Regions from separate parts of the Oryza sativa genome. Here region 1 is linked to region 2. Evidence: chromatin contacts called from public HiCAR-type data. All regions are on one chromosome and are shown on one strand. Each heading gives the region's core, a stretch centred on a gene start, on an enhancer-like site or on the middle of the called end of the contact. The rest is flanking DNA. Distances are from core to core; before and after follow the strand shown.

Evidence for each region. HiCAR-type assays count read pairs that join an accessible place to other places.
Region 1: a HiCAR-type map of leaf shows a contact between it and region 2, with 2.8 times the contacts expected there. The contact joins the promoter of LOC4329950 here to the promoter of LOC4329923 in region 2. A contact is called at or near these places in 1 of 15 Hi-C or Micro-C datasets (seedling) and 1 of 4 datasets of contacts at active chromatin or transcription factors (leaf).

What each region holds. Positions count from the first base shown.
Region 1 is chr2:24,468,386-24,474,093 of ASM3414082v1, forward strand. LOC4329950 (zinc finger protein CONSTANS-LIKE 3) reads left to right here and starts at 4,144. Exons shown (of 2, transcript XM_015770369.3): 1 at 4,144-4,928; 2 at 5,010-5,629. The coding sequence starts at 4,245. The coding sequence ends at 5,324.
Region 2 is chr2:24,237,476-24,243,793 of ASM3414082v1, forward strand. It overlaps LOC4329923 (B-box zinc finger protein 25), which reads left to right and starts at 4,326. Exons shown (of 2, transcript XM_015771047.3): 1 at 4,326-4,973; 2 at 5,078-5,565. The coding sequence starts at 4,452. The coding sequence ends at 5,371. It overlaps LOC9271157 (tRNA (guanine(37)-N1)-methyltransferase), which reads right to left. Exons shown (of 11, transcript XM_015771046.3): 11 at 5,754-6,281. The coding sequence ends at 6,198.

The DNA of each region.
Region 1 (5,708 bases), core at 2,894-5,393, 230 kb after region 2:
CTCCGAGAGTGACTGTCGGCTGTCGAGTAGTGTGTGATGAACTGAAACCGTTCCTTTTTGGGATGGCCGCTGAATAAACCGAAACGGAGAAACTGTGGGCAGCTCTGAATTAAGCCTCAACCTTGTGGCTCAAAGAAGTCCCAAACCGTGTGTACCAAGCACCACAAAATTGGTTTCGATTTTGGGATGCTGAGAAGAATCCCACGTATAATCATGGAGAAATGTTCAGGTTTTTTACCTTTTGCTTTGCCCCCCAGGTTCTGCATGGAAATTATTAAATTGAAGAAATGAGTGCCAAGCGTCCAGCAGCTGTGAAATGCTTTGGATTCCCTTTTGCCAACTTCTTGTACATGTGATCAATCAGTTTGCTAAAATAGAGGTAGACCTCGGTTGGTGTTTCATGGGCACATGTAATCTTTGTGTTTTGAGACTGCAACAATCGTGGGGATCATAGATATGTGAGCTCAGTTGATGTTGAAAATTTGGTCATAATTCGGCATATTTTAATCCAAAATAACAAGATAATAAACATGATATTTACAATGGGATTTGATTTGGTGATAGTGGTGAATGTAATCAACATGAGCATGCTTAATGTAGAATAACCATCAACAATCATATAATAACACAATGTTGACATTGCGATGAATATTAACAGTAAAACTTCTAATTGAAATAATGTAAGAAGGTTATACCCTAAGAATGGTCATCCGCTGGAGTTTGAGGCAGTATTGCCTCCGTTGGTGTTGACGGGAGCCTCCTTCTCCTTGTATCCAGTGTTGCCGTTGTCTCCAGTGTTTGACATATTGGTGAAGGTGAAGTAGATGTTGACGAACAGTGAGTAGTCGCGCCTTGCGCTCCCAAAAACCTGATCGCACGCCCGTCCGTACAAACGTCGCAGCAACGCGTGGTTTCGGAGGCCTACTCTCCCAACGCGTGTGCACACACTCGTCGGGATGGGATTACTGTAGCAGCAACAGCGTTGAAAATGGATGAAAGTGTGTCTCTCTTCTCTTTTAGGAGATCAAATCCATTCTCATTTTATATGAGGAATGGAAGATGAAGAGTAAAAATCATGGAATAGGAAGAGGAATATAGTAACTAATTCTCATCAATTAGCCATGAACCATCCTCCACTACACAACCATCAACCAACCATCAATTAGGAGTAATTGATGTAGGTTACCAATGGAATAGGAAGAGGAATAGAGCAATTAATTGTCATCAACTAGCCATGAACCATCCTCCACTATACAACCATCAACCATCCATCAAATAGGAGTAATTGATATAAGTTACCAATTCCCTAATCAAATGGATTAATTCTCAAAACTCCTCATCCCATTGATATCCCATAAGAGAATGAATACACATGAATTCCTAGCATAATGAGGCTTGGAATTTATTTGATTTAATTGATTTAAATGGATCAATTACCCAATTAAATCTAACAGTTGAGAAGCAGACTCTTGACTGTTGAGATGCATGCAAGGCTACTCCAAGCCAATTAGGCTGACGCCTAACTTTGCCAGAAGTAAGATGATGCCATACAAAGTGAGGTAGACACCTTATTAACTGTAGTACAGGTTTAACAATGTTTGCCTAGAAATTGAGTACACATGTGATCCGAATGTGTGAATTAACAAAGTGTGACTCTCCACGATCGCAACAACAACCAACCAAATATAAGTAGTAACTAACTAACCCAGTAAACTATGACACGCCTAACATTTGGGTGTGGCAATTTGTGGCCTTCATGTAAACATTCCCTTTAGGATATTTCTTAAGAATGTTGAATAAGATAGTCTATTATAGAACAATAAAATGTAGCCAATTGTCTAACAGCCCATATAAAAGAGCCAAACTTCATTAATATGACCTTTTCGATTATACGGAAAAGACACATGCGGACACCACCAAGTGTGTGCCCCTGGGTGCATGCTTAAGAAACTGACACTTAAATAAAATCCATGAGCCTCACAAAATGTTTATTTTAATCCTAATAAAAGTGTTAAACTTCAATAATACTTGCCGTATTTGTCATTGAGGCTCGTTTGGTAGATTTCCCAGTAATTTTTAGGGAAAAATACTGTAGGAAGACTCCTATAACAAATATATTAACAATTTACAATGTACAGGGCGAGATTACGAGTTTTGTAGCCATTGAATAATATGAGGGGAAAAAACTCTCTTTTCCCCAGTATTTCATTATTGACATGTATTTTGTTGTTTATGCCTTTTAAGTGGCTAGGCTTCCTCCTCACACACACTGGGTTGCTTCAAAAGCTCAACCTCTCACACAAGATGCCATTGACGACCAAATCCTACCGAGGACTTGGTTGCAGTGGATTAGATCATAGTCACTTCAAGTGCCGGAAATGCTGAACTCACCAATTCGTATAGACCCCAAACAAGTAGCGACCCTATATTCCAATACGCACACCAAAGTCTAATTACAAGTTGCACAAGTATAACAGTACTCCATATACACTCTACGCAAGTTGCAGACGGGTTTGTTTGGATTGTTACCAATTTTGCCCAATCAATATTTTGGTAGCGCTAAAATCTTGGTAATTTTTGACACTAACAAATTGATAGTATAGTACTTTTAGCAGCGTGGATATAAATTGGTAGCAAACCAAACATCTATATGTTGGGTTGGTTTGGTTTGTGGCCTAAATAGACCTTATCAAATTTTGTCAATGCCAAATTTTGTTAAGTTTTGGCATGACTAATTTTGGTAAGGCAAAGTTGTGTTTGGATTAAAGCCAAAATAGCCTAAGTTCACTATTGAAATGGCTTATTTTCTTACTCATGCCAATTTGGCTTTAAACCAAATAGACACTAAACACTATTTAAATTACCAAATATTGGTATGGCTAATTTAGGCCTCAAACCAAAACAGCCCGTTACTATTGAAGTTGCCAAAAAAAATTGGTAGGACAAAAATCAACCTCAATCCAAACATGCCTAACATGTCTAGTACTCCTTCTATTTTAAAATAAACGAGTCTAGTAATGTAGCATGTCTCTCTAGATTCATAGCCCTTGAATACATCATATTTCATACTAAGCTTATTTATTTTAGCACCTAAATATATCATATTTTATACTAGTCTGTTTATTTTAGAATGGAAGGGAGACGCAAACACATGTCCACTAGCCTTGGTGTGCGGTGCCAACTGGCCACCAGCAGCAGGCAGCAGCCCAGCTCAGTGCTGCCGCCGCAAGTGTCCAGCGTCCAGCACGCACCAAGCCCTACGTGAAGGATCCAGATCTCGCACGAGATTTGCCGCGTCCCCACTCCCCCCACCCACGGTGGCCTCGGCTTGGCCGTGGCCGCTGACATGGCATCACCTCATCCGCAAAGCGATAAGCCGGGAGCGCACCAGCCAACCGGCGCGCGACACCTGGCGCGAGAGGCGACGGTGACAGTCGGACGGGTGGGCCCCTCCCTCTGTCCCCGTTGTCCCCGTGCGTCGCAGGCGCGCGCGTCGCGACAATGGTGGCGCAACCACCGCTCTCCTTTCTTTTTTTTTTCCTTCTCTTCCCGCAGAGGAAAAGGACGTGCAAGTGTGAACGGCATCTGGCTAGATGTACTACAGTCCTAGAGAGCTCGTGCCCATCGCGATGTACAAAGTCTTTTTCTTTCTTGGCTTTTTTGCGTGCTTCTGTGCTAGTAGTAGCAGGAAAAGCAGAGAGATGGGTTCATGGTGGCCATGTTGCGTAGCAAGTGATTTGATCCGATTCCGTGCCGCCTAAAAACCGTTGGTTAAACTATGGGTCTCATACACATCGCGATCAAAACGAATGCAAGAGCGTAAAGGTATACTCGGATAAGCGCTGAAAATGCAGTAGTACTGGCAGTGCCGTTTTGCAAGCAGCGCGAGATGGCGACCCTCTGCTGCTGCGACGGCGATTTGCCGGCTCGGCCAATGCGGAGCCGTCAGCTCTCCGCTGCTCGGCTAAACACCGGGCAATGTGAGCGAGAGTACGCGCGAGACGCGAGCCGACGGGGGGAGGGAGAGTGACCGCGCGGGTCGGACGGTCGGTCGGACCACACTCGCGCGCGCGTCTCGTGGCCGGGAGTCCCTCCACGTGCCACGGACCCCCTCAAAACCCCCCGCGAATAGTCGAATCCCCCGTGCCCAACGCCCAAAAAACACAGCCAAACTCCGCGAGAAACCGAGCTGCGAGCGAGTGAAACGCACCACGCGCCGAGCGGCAAAGCGAAGCGAAGAAGAAATGGAGGCGGTGGAGGACAAGGCGATGGTGGGAGTGGGAGGAGCGGTGGCGGCGGGGTACTCCTCGTCGTCGTGGGGGTTGGGGACGCGGGCGTGCGACTCGTGCGGCGGGGAGGCGGCGCGGCTCTACTGCCGCGCGGACGGGGCGTTCCTGTGCGCCCGGTGCGACGCGCGGGCGCACGGCGCCGGGTCGCGCCACGCGCGGGTGTGGCTGTGCGAGGTGTGCGAGCACGCGCCCGCCGCCGTCACGTGCCGGGCGGACGCCGCGGCGCTGTGCGCCGCCTGCGACGCCGACATCCACTCGGCGAACCCGCTCGCGCGCAGGCACGAGCGCCTCCCCGTCGCGCCCTTCTTCGGCCCGCTCGCCGACGCGCCGCAGCCCTTCCCCTTCTCCCAGGCCGCCGCGGATGCCGCCGCGGCGCGGGAGGAGGATGCGGATGATGACCGGAGCAACGAGGCCGAGGCGGCGTCGTGGCTTCTCCCCGAGCCCGACGACAATAGCCACGAGGATAGCGCCGCAGCCGCCGACGCGTTCTTCGCCGACACCGGCGCGTACCTCGGCGTCGACCTGGACTTCGCCCGGTCCATGGACGGAATCAAGGCCATCGGGGTACCGGTCGCGCCGCCCGAGCTGGACCTCACCGCCGGCAGCCTTTTCTACCCCGAACACTCCATGGCCCACAGCGTAAGCCTCACTACCACACAGCTAGCTCTCGTCGATGCTCATGGCGCGGCGTTATGACATGGTTTCCTACGCGTTCCGCAGTTGTCGTCGTCGGAGGTCGCGATCGTACCGGACGCGCTGTCGGCGGGCTCGGCGGCGCCGCCCATGGTGGTGGTGGTGGCGAGCAAGGGGAAGGAGAGGGAGGCGCGGCTGATGCGGTACAGGGAGAAGCGCAAGAACCGGCGGTTCGACAAGACCATCCGGTACGCGTCCCGCAAGGCGTACGCCGAGACGCGGCCGCGCATCAAGGGCCGGTTCGCCAAGCGCACCGCCGACGCCGACGACGACGACGAGGCGCCATGCTCGCCGGCGTTCTCCGCCCTCGCCGCGTCGGACGGCGTCGTGCCGTCGTTCTGAGGAAGGACGTACGCACGGTACGGCGAGTCGGCGACGTGCGCCGTCGTAATTTTGGCGCGCCCCGTGCGCGCGTGCATGCGTGCGTGTGTGCGACGCATGGCCCCGTGTGACATGAATAATATGTACAGTAGTTTTTCATCCATGGACGTAGTATTCTATTGTACTCCTTGTACTCCTACTACTCCTCTTCTGCCTAACCAAGGCTTGTACATTACCATGGGAGTAGCTGTTTTTGCAACCGTGACCATGGTTCAGTGCTTCAAGTTCAAGGGCGTTAATGTTACTGTCCATTCTACTTTTGGAAAGGCTAGTACTCCTCCTACTTGCTACTAGAAGCTTGCCGAAAAATGGTAAAGAAAAATGTGCAAGAACGAACTGCAGTAC
Region 2 (6,318 bases), core at 3,076-5,575:
TATAAGAGAAGAAAATGTGAGAGATAATTCCAACCATAGATTAATCATTTGAGGGATAGAAGCAATTGAGGTGATATGGCTTAATGAGAGAAGAGAGAAATAACATTAACTAAATAAGAATAAATTGTATAGGTATATAGATATTATACAAAATGATGGAGAGATATATTGAAATATTTTGAGAATTATGTGGAATGATGATTTAACATGCTTGGATTTTTTAAAGCTATAAAATTTAAGTGAGGATGAACTATAGGCATATAGGATATTATAAAAGGTGATGGAGAGATATATTAAAATATTATGTGAATTATGTGGGATGATAATTTAATTCACATGCTTGCATTTTAAAGCTCTAAAAATTAATAAATTAGCATGCTTGCATGAGATTTGAGATGTAGTAAATGTTAGTGGATGATGTTGCATCTTTACATATTGAGCCTTAGGATGTAGTAGGCTAACTTTATAGAAAGATAGGATTTTGTAGCTAAATTTTGCTACACCTATGAATAATTTGTTGCCACACTTTTGACAAATTAACTTGTGGTAAAGTTAGCGTTCGAACAATTAGATCTTAAATTTATCCTTAAAATTATTATACCTCCTTGAGCCCCATTGGTTACCCTAATAAGCCAAAAAAATATATCAAAGTTTGAATTTTTAAATTTAATTTTGAAGTGGATTTTAAGATATTTTCAACGTATTTTTTTACATTGACTTTTAAGTGATAATAACACATATATAAAAGTTTTACCTGTAAATTAATTTTTATTCCCTAATTAGTCATGTTGACTTATTAGAGAATATGAGCAACCAATGAGAACTTAAATCTCACCTAACCTATTTTTTGCCTAATTTTGCATAAGTGCATACTACCTGTAACACACTTGGTTATAACTGGTACTTTTCGGATGGTTTACCACAGTCCACATACTTGGACAATGGCAAGATAATACTCAAACCAAATATGAATGTCGATCTCTAATATCCTTCGATCACTTAATGAAACATTCGGGGTTATGATAGTTTGACCATAGCTTACAGTACTCCAGATAGATAGCTTACGTGTGCTCTTGCTTTTGAACCGTGTCTCAATATGACACGTACACTAGATAAACGATCTTGGAAAGTGAATGTGGTACTCTCGCTCATCTCTCACGTACGTTTTCTTGGACGATTACTCCCGCTAGCTAGGCTACATGCCTACTCCACCTGATGGCTCAGCTGACCTGCGCTAAATTTGTCATCCACAAATTTATCAGCCGTGCGAAACATTGACATGCAATTGCAACCCCGTCTAGGAACATAGAAAAGTGAACGATCGATGAAAGGCCCCGTCCCGACCGAAGAAGAAAAGAGACTCCGCATTCCACGTCAAAAATTTAACAAGCCATCCAATTCACGCTGCACAGTACACACAACAGCAAAATGCCCCAGCACTTTTTCCATGGCCCCCGTATTATCCAAACAGCCAAAAAAAAACCCAAGCCACAAGCCATGTCGACATTGTCTCTTCGTCCCAGCCTAAACCCATGTCGACCTCTGCACATGAATGCGCTGCAAACGCAGCGAAAGCGGACTCGCCGTGCGTCCACGGCCACGAGCGAGCGAGCGGAGCCGCCTGCCTGACCTGCCGGTTCAGGCGGATCGCGGCCTCGAGACTCGCGACGCGACAGGAGGCGTGCATGCACCTGCGCCTGCTCGTGATCAGGCCCAGCGCCCAAGAGGCAAACCCGGCGGCGGCGGCGACGAGGAGGCGGCGAGACAGGAGAGGGAGAGGGGATCGGGCGAGCTAGTGGCGCACGGCGGCTCAGCGGTCGCGTCTCGTACGTCGTCGCGCGTCGTCGTCGTCGGCAAATTGAATGCGGAGCTCGTGACCGTGTCGTCTCCCCGGCCCGTTTCGGCCTTTGCCATTGCCACTAGCGCTACTCCCTGTTGCTGCGCCTGCCACAGCAGCGAGCTGTGTCAGCTTGGTGCATGCACTGTACTACTACCAGGCAGTGTACGTGTGGCTGGCGTTGGCTCTCGATCTTTTTTTTCCTCTTCTTATTTAATGATATGATCTCTGAATGATTGGTGCTGTGCTGGGTTCTTTTTTTCCGAAACTAATCCTATTGGCGCTAGCTGGGTGATTGATGCCGTGATGGCCGGGCTGATTTATACTTGAAAAGACGAGGCTTTGCATTGCAATAATCCAAGCCAACTGTACAGTGACACAAGTCTAAACACTGGTCGGATTTTTCACCACGGTCGTCTGCCAAGTTGAGCTGCCTGCCTCACATCACATGCAGAAATTTGCAAAATAGAATGAGTACTGCTATACATCCGACCCTATTATTCAACCCCTATCCGACCCTGTCGTATCTGCAATCAATTTACTTCATATTCCCTCCGTCCCAAAAAAAAGCAAACCGTGGATTCTCGTGCCAATGTTTGACTGTCCGTCTTATATGAATTTTTTTTATAATTAGTATTTTCATTGTTGTTAGATGATAAAACATGATTAATACTTTATGCGTGACTTATTTTTTTAATTTTTTTCATAATTTTTTCAAATAAGACGGACAGTCAAACATTGGACACGGAAACTGGAGTTTGTCTTTTTTTGGGACGGAGGGAGTACGAGCCAGCTACTCTCCATATGGGCTAGAGCAAGGAGCGGGTAAGTACTGGTCGGATGCAAGTCGTACACACCAATCGTATGTAGCAATTTCCAAATAGAATAGGCCAAACGGCGGTGGGCGTAGCTGGAGCCGTACGCTGCTATCTCCAAACTATAATGACCTAAGATTGAATGGAAAATTTTCTAGTACTATGAATCTTGATAGTCTATCTATCCAAGTATCCAAGTTGGTAGTAATAGAAAATGTCTTATCCGATTTTAAGTTCTTATATTTTAGAACGAAAGGACTACAACCGGTTCAACATATTGACGTTGTTAATTAAAGGGATAAGGAGTTGTAAGGGATTATTATTCGATCTCGATCTCTCCCTCCCCGAAGGAACTCGATCATCCACAGCCACAAACGCTGAAACTTACTGAAAGCAACTTGGCGGCCGGCAGGGTTGATGTCTTGATGATGTGATTAGAGGGGCTTTTTGGCAGGAAAAGAGGGGGCTTTTTTCGTGGTCACGAGCGTGCTTTATATCTTAACAAGTTGCTGCTTAGAGAACAGATGCGTGATAGCTAGCCAAGCAATGGTCCACTGGGAATTTGTACTAGTGTACATGTACAGTTGCATGCAGTAATACTACAGCGTTGAGTTGCATACAGTAATACTACAGCGTTGGAGATTAGAAGGATCGTGTCCACAACCTAACAATAGCAACTGTGGTTTGAGGAACAGATCACTAACAGTATCCCATGTCGGCAAAGAATGCAGAATAGCTGACAAACTGATATACTATACGCTTACACAAAAATAACAAGACGAAAAAGAAACAACCTCATAATTTTTTCAGCGGAGGCTTAAAAAAGCCAGAAACTTGATCATTTATCACGACAGGGACACCGCCAATCTGACCGATAATCCTTGCAATAATGACCCAGCACCAACCTAAATCACCCCAGCTTGGTTTATCGCCCCAACTGCAATCCTCCTAAACGTACTTACCACAGAGTCACAGACCAGTCCACCACCAACTACAGTTGCATCATGCACTCGGTTCAAGTTGAAGGAATTTTCCACTACTAGTTCCTCAGTAAGTCATAGCCACCCGAAATAGAAATATCGATCACGTACTAATCTAATCCCTACAGTATGATACTCCCCCTATATTAAAAAAACAATGCAAAAACGTCGATCACAAATTCACAACTAATTTAATCGCTAGAGCGCATTTTACTCCTAGATTAAAGAAACCGATGCAACATGCAAAGTATGCACACCAACACCGAGTACATTGCCAATCTGATTTGATCTGATTTGATTAATTTTGCATGCACGCGAATGGGTGGCCATGCTTAGGCTGCGACCCCTGTGCGCCCTGCACGAGCTACAGCCAGCCATAAGCTTCCATTATTTTTTATCGTGAATCTTACTAATCTACTCCATTCTTCTTGTATCGGCCAGTCGAGTCAGCAGAGATCGAGATCAAAATCTTCGCAGCTGCGCGATCGCGGCAAAAAAAGCCGTTGCGAGTTGCGACTTGCGCAGACTAGTAGTAGTCCACCGCCGCGCGCTCGCGTCCACAAGTTCTTCTCCACCACAAGTTTCGCGCGCTGCTCGCTCGCTTGGTTGGTTGGTTGATTGCTCGCGCCCCGCGCGGTTGCGTGCTCCCTCGCGCCACGGGTTTATATGCGCCACTAGCCGAGCCGCGCTTCTGGATCCCCTTCTTCTGCCGCTCGTTTTCCATTGCCGACGCGCAGCACGCAGCTGCGCAGCCACACCTTTGCGGCTGTCTTATCTTGTTCTTGAGTTGTGTTCTTGGTTGGGGAGGAGGAGGAGGAGATGAAGATCCAGTGCGACGCGTGCGAGAGCGCGGCGGCGGCGGTGGTGTGCTGCGCGGACGAGGCGGCGCTGTGCGCGGCGTGCGACGTGGAGGTGCACGCGGCGAACAAGCTGGCCGGGAAGCACCAGCGGCTGCCGCTGGAGGCGCTCTCGGCGAGGCTCCCGCGCTGCGACGTGTGCCAGGAGAAGGCGGCGTTCATCTTCTGCGTGGAGGACCGCGCGCTCTTCTGCCGCGACTGCGACGAGCCCATCCACGTCCCCGGCACGCTCTCCGGCAACCACCAGCGCTACCTCGCCACCGGCATCCGCGTCGGCTTCGCCTCCGCCTCGCCCTGCGACGGCGGCAGCGACGCCCATGACTCCGACCACCACGCCCCGCCCATGGGCTCCTCCGAGCATCATCACCATCATCAGCAGCCGGCCCCGACCGTCGCCGTCGACACGCCCTCGCCGCAGTTCCTGCCGCAGGGCTGGGCCGTCGACGAGCTCCTCCAGTTCTCCGACTACGAGACCGGCGACAAGGCAAGCACCTACACAAACTGAAACCATCAAACCACCATGCCATGCTTTGGGTTCCCTCTTTCTCAATTCTCATGGCGCAACCACGCCTTGTGATTATACTGCAGCTGCAGAAGGAGTCGTCGCCGCCGCTCGGGTTCCAGGAGCTGGAGTGGTTCGCCGACATCGACCTGTTCCACAACCAGGCGCCCAAGGGCGGCGCCGCCGCCGGCCGGACGACGGCGGAGGTCCCCGAGCTCTTCGCTTCGCAGGCGGCCAACGACGTGGCGTACTACAGGCCGCCGACCAGGACCGCCGCCGCCGCCTTCACCGCGGCCACCGGCTTCCGCCAGAGCAAGAAGGCCCGCGTCGAGCTCCCCGACGACGAGGAGGATTACCTCATCGTCCCTGATCTTGGTTGAATCTTGAAGAGGAGTTCGTTCCAGAGGAGAAGATCCTCCTCCTGTGTTCTTGGGTTTTGCCATGTCCTTGTGTTTTCTGCTTGTATGCTAGCTTTTGTGTTTAACGTTAGTCCTGCTCAACTGTGACATATTTGAGCCACTCTGCTTCCGTCCCATGCCATCAGTGATCAATCTGATATAAGTTTTTCTGAAAATGAGCTCCAGGCTCTGCTCTTATGTTTAATCTTCCGAGATTACCAGTACAGAAAGAGATTACCAGTACAGAAAGAAGACTGAAAGGCAAACACCAGCCTGTATACCGCCTCAAATAAGTTATCAGATTCCATGCTAGATTAACTTATTTTGGAACAGAGGTAATTAGCAAGCACAAGGGAAAATGGGCTGAACATAAATACACTGGCAAACGGCCATGAGATTGATGTAAACAATAGGATTAATCTGGAACTAAAAATACAGAGAACAACGATAAATGGACAGTATAATTTTCCGAACTACTATCCTTTCCCGTTTTACATGAACTCCACCCACACTCTAGAAAAAACTGATAAGGCATTGGAATCCAGAAGCAGCGCAGACATGAAAAGCCCTGCAACCAGATATGCAAACCTACGGCAGCAGATTTCTGAATCGGATAGGGCTCCGAATTGATTTCAACCATGCAAAGCACCTTAAAGTCTACAAAAATATCGCATTGATTCCCCTTCACCATGAGATGCAACTGGGTTCCATCTTGGCAGGAGACATCGGATGATCGCCATTTCTTTTATAGAACCTCCAAAACTGCAGGCAAAACTAATACAACTTCAAGAGTACTGTATAGAAGAGGCTAACAGTCAACTGATTGTATGTGATCTTCAGTTTCATCCTTGAGACATTCGCTAGGTAGCTGAAAACTTAAACAGAACATAGCCTGCAAGAAATATAAAACACAATATATTAGGTGTCAC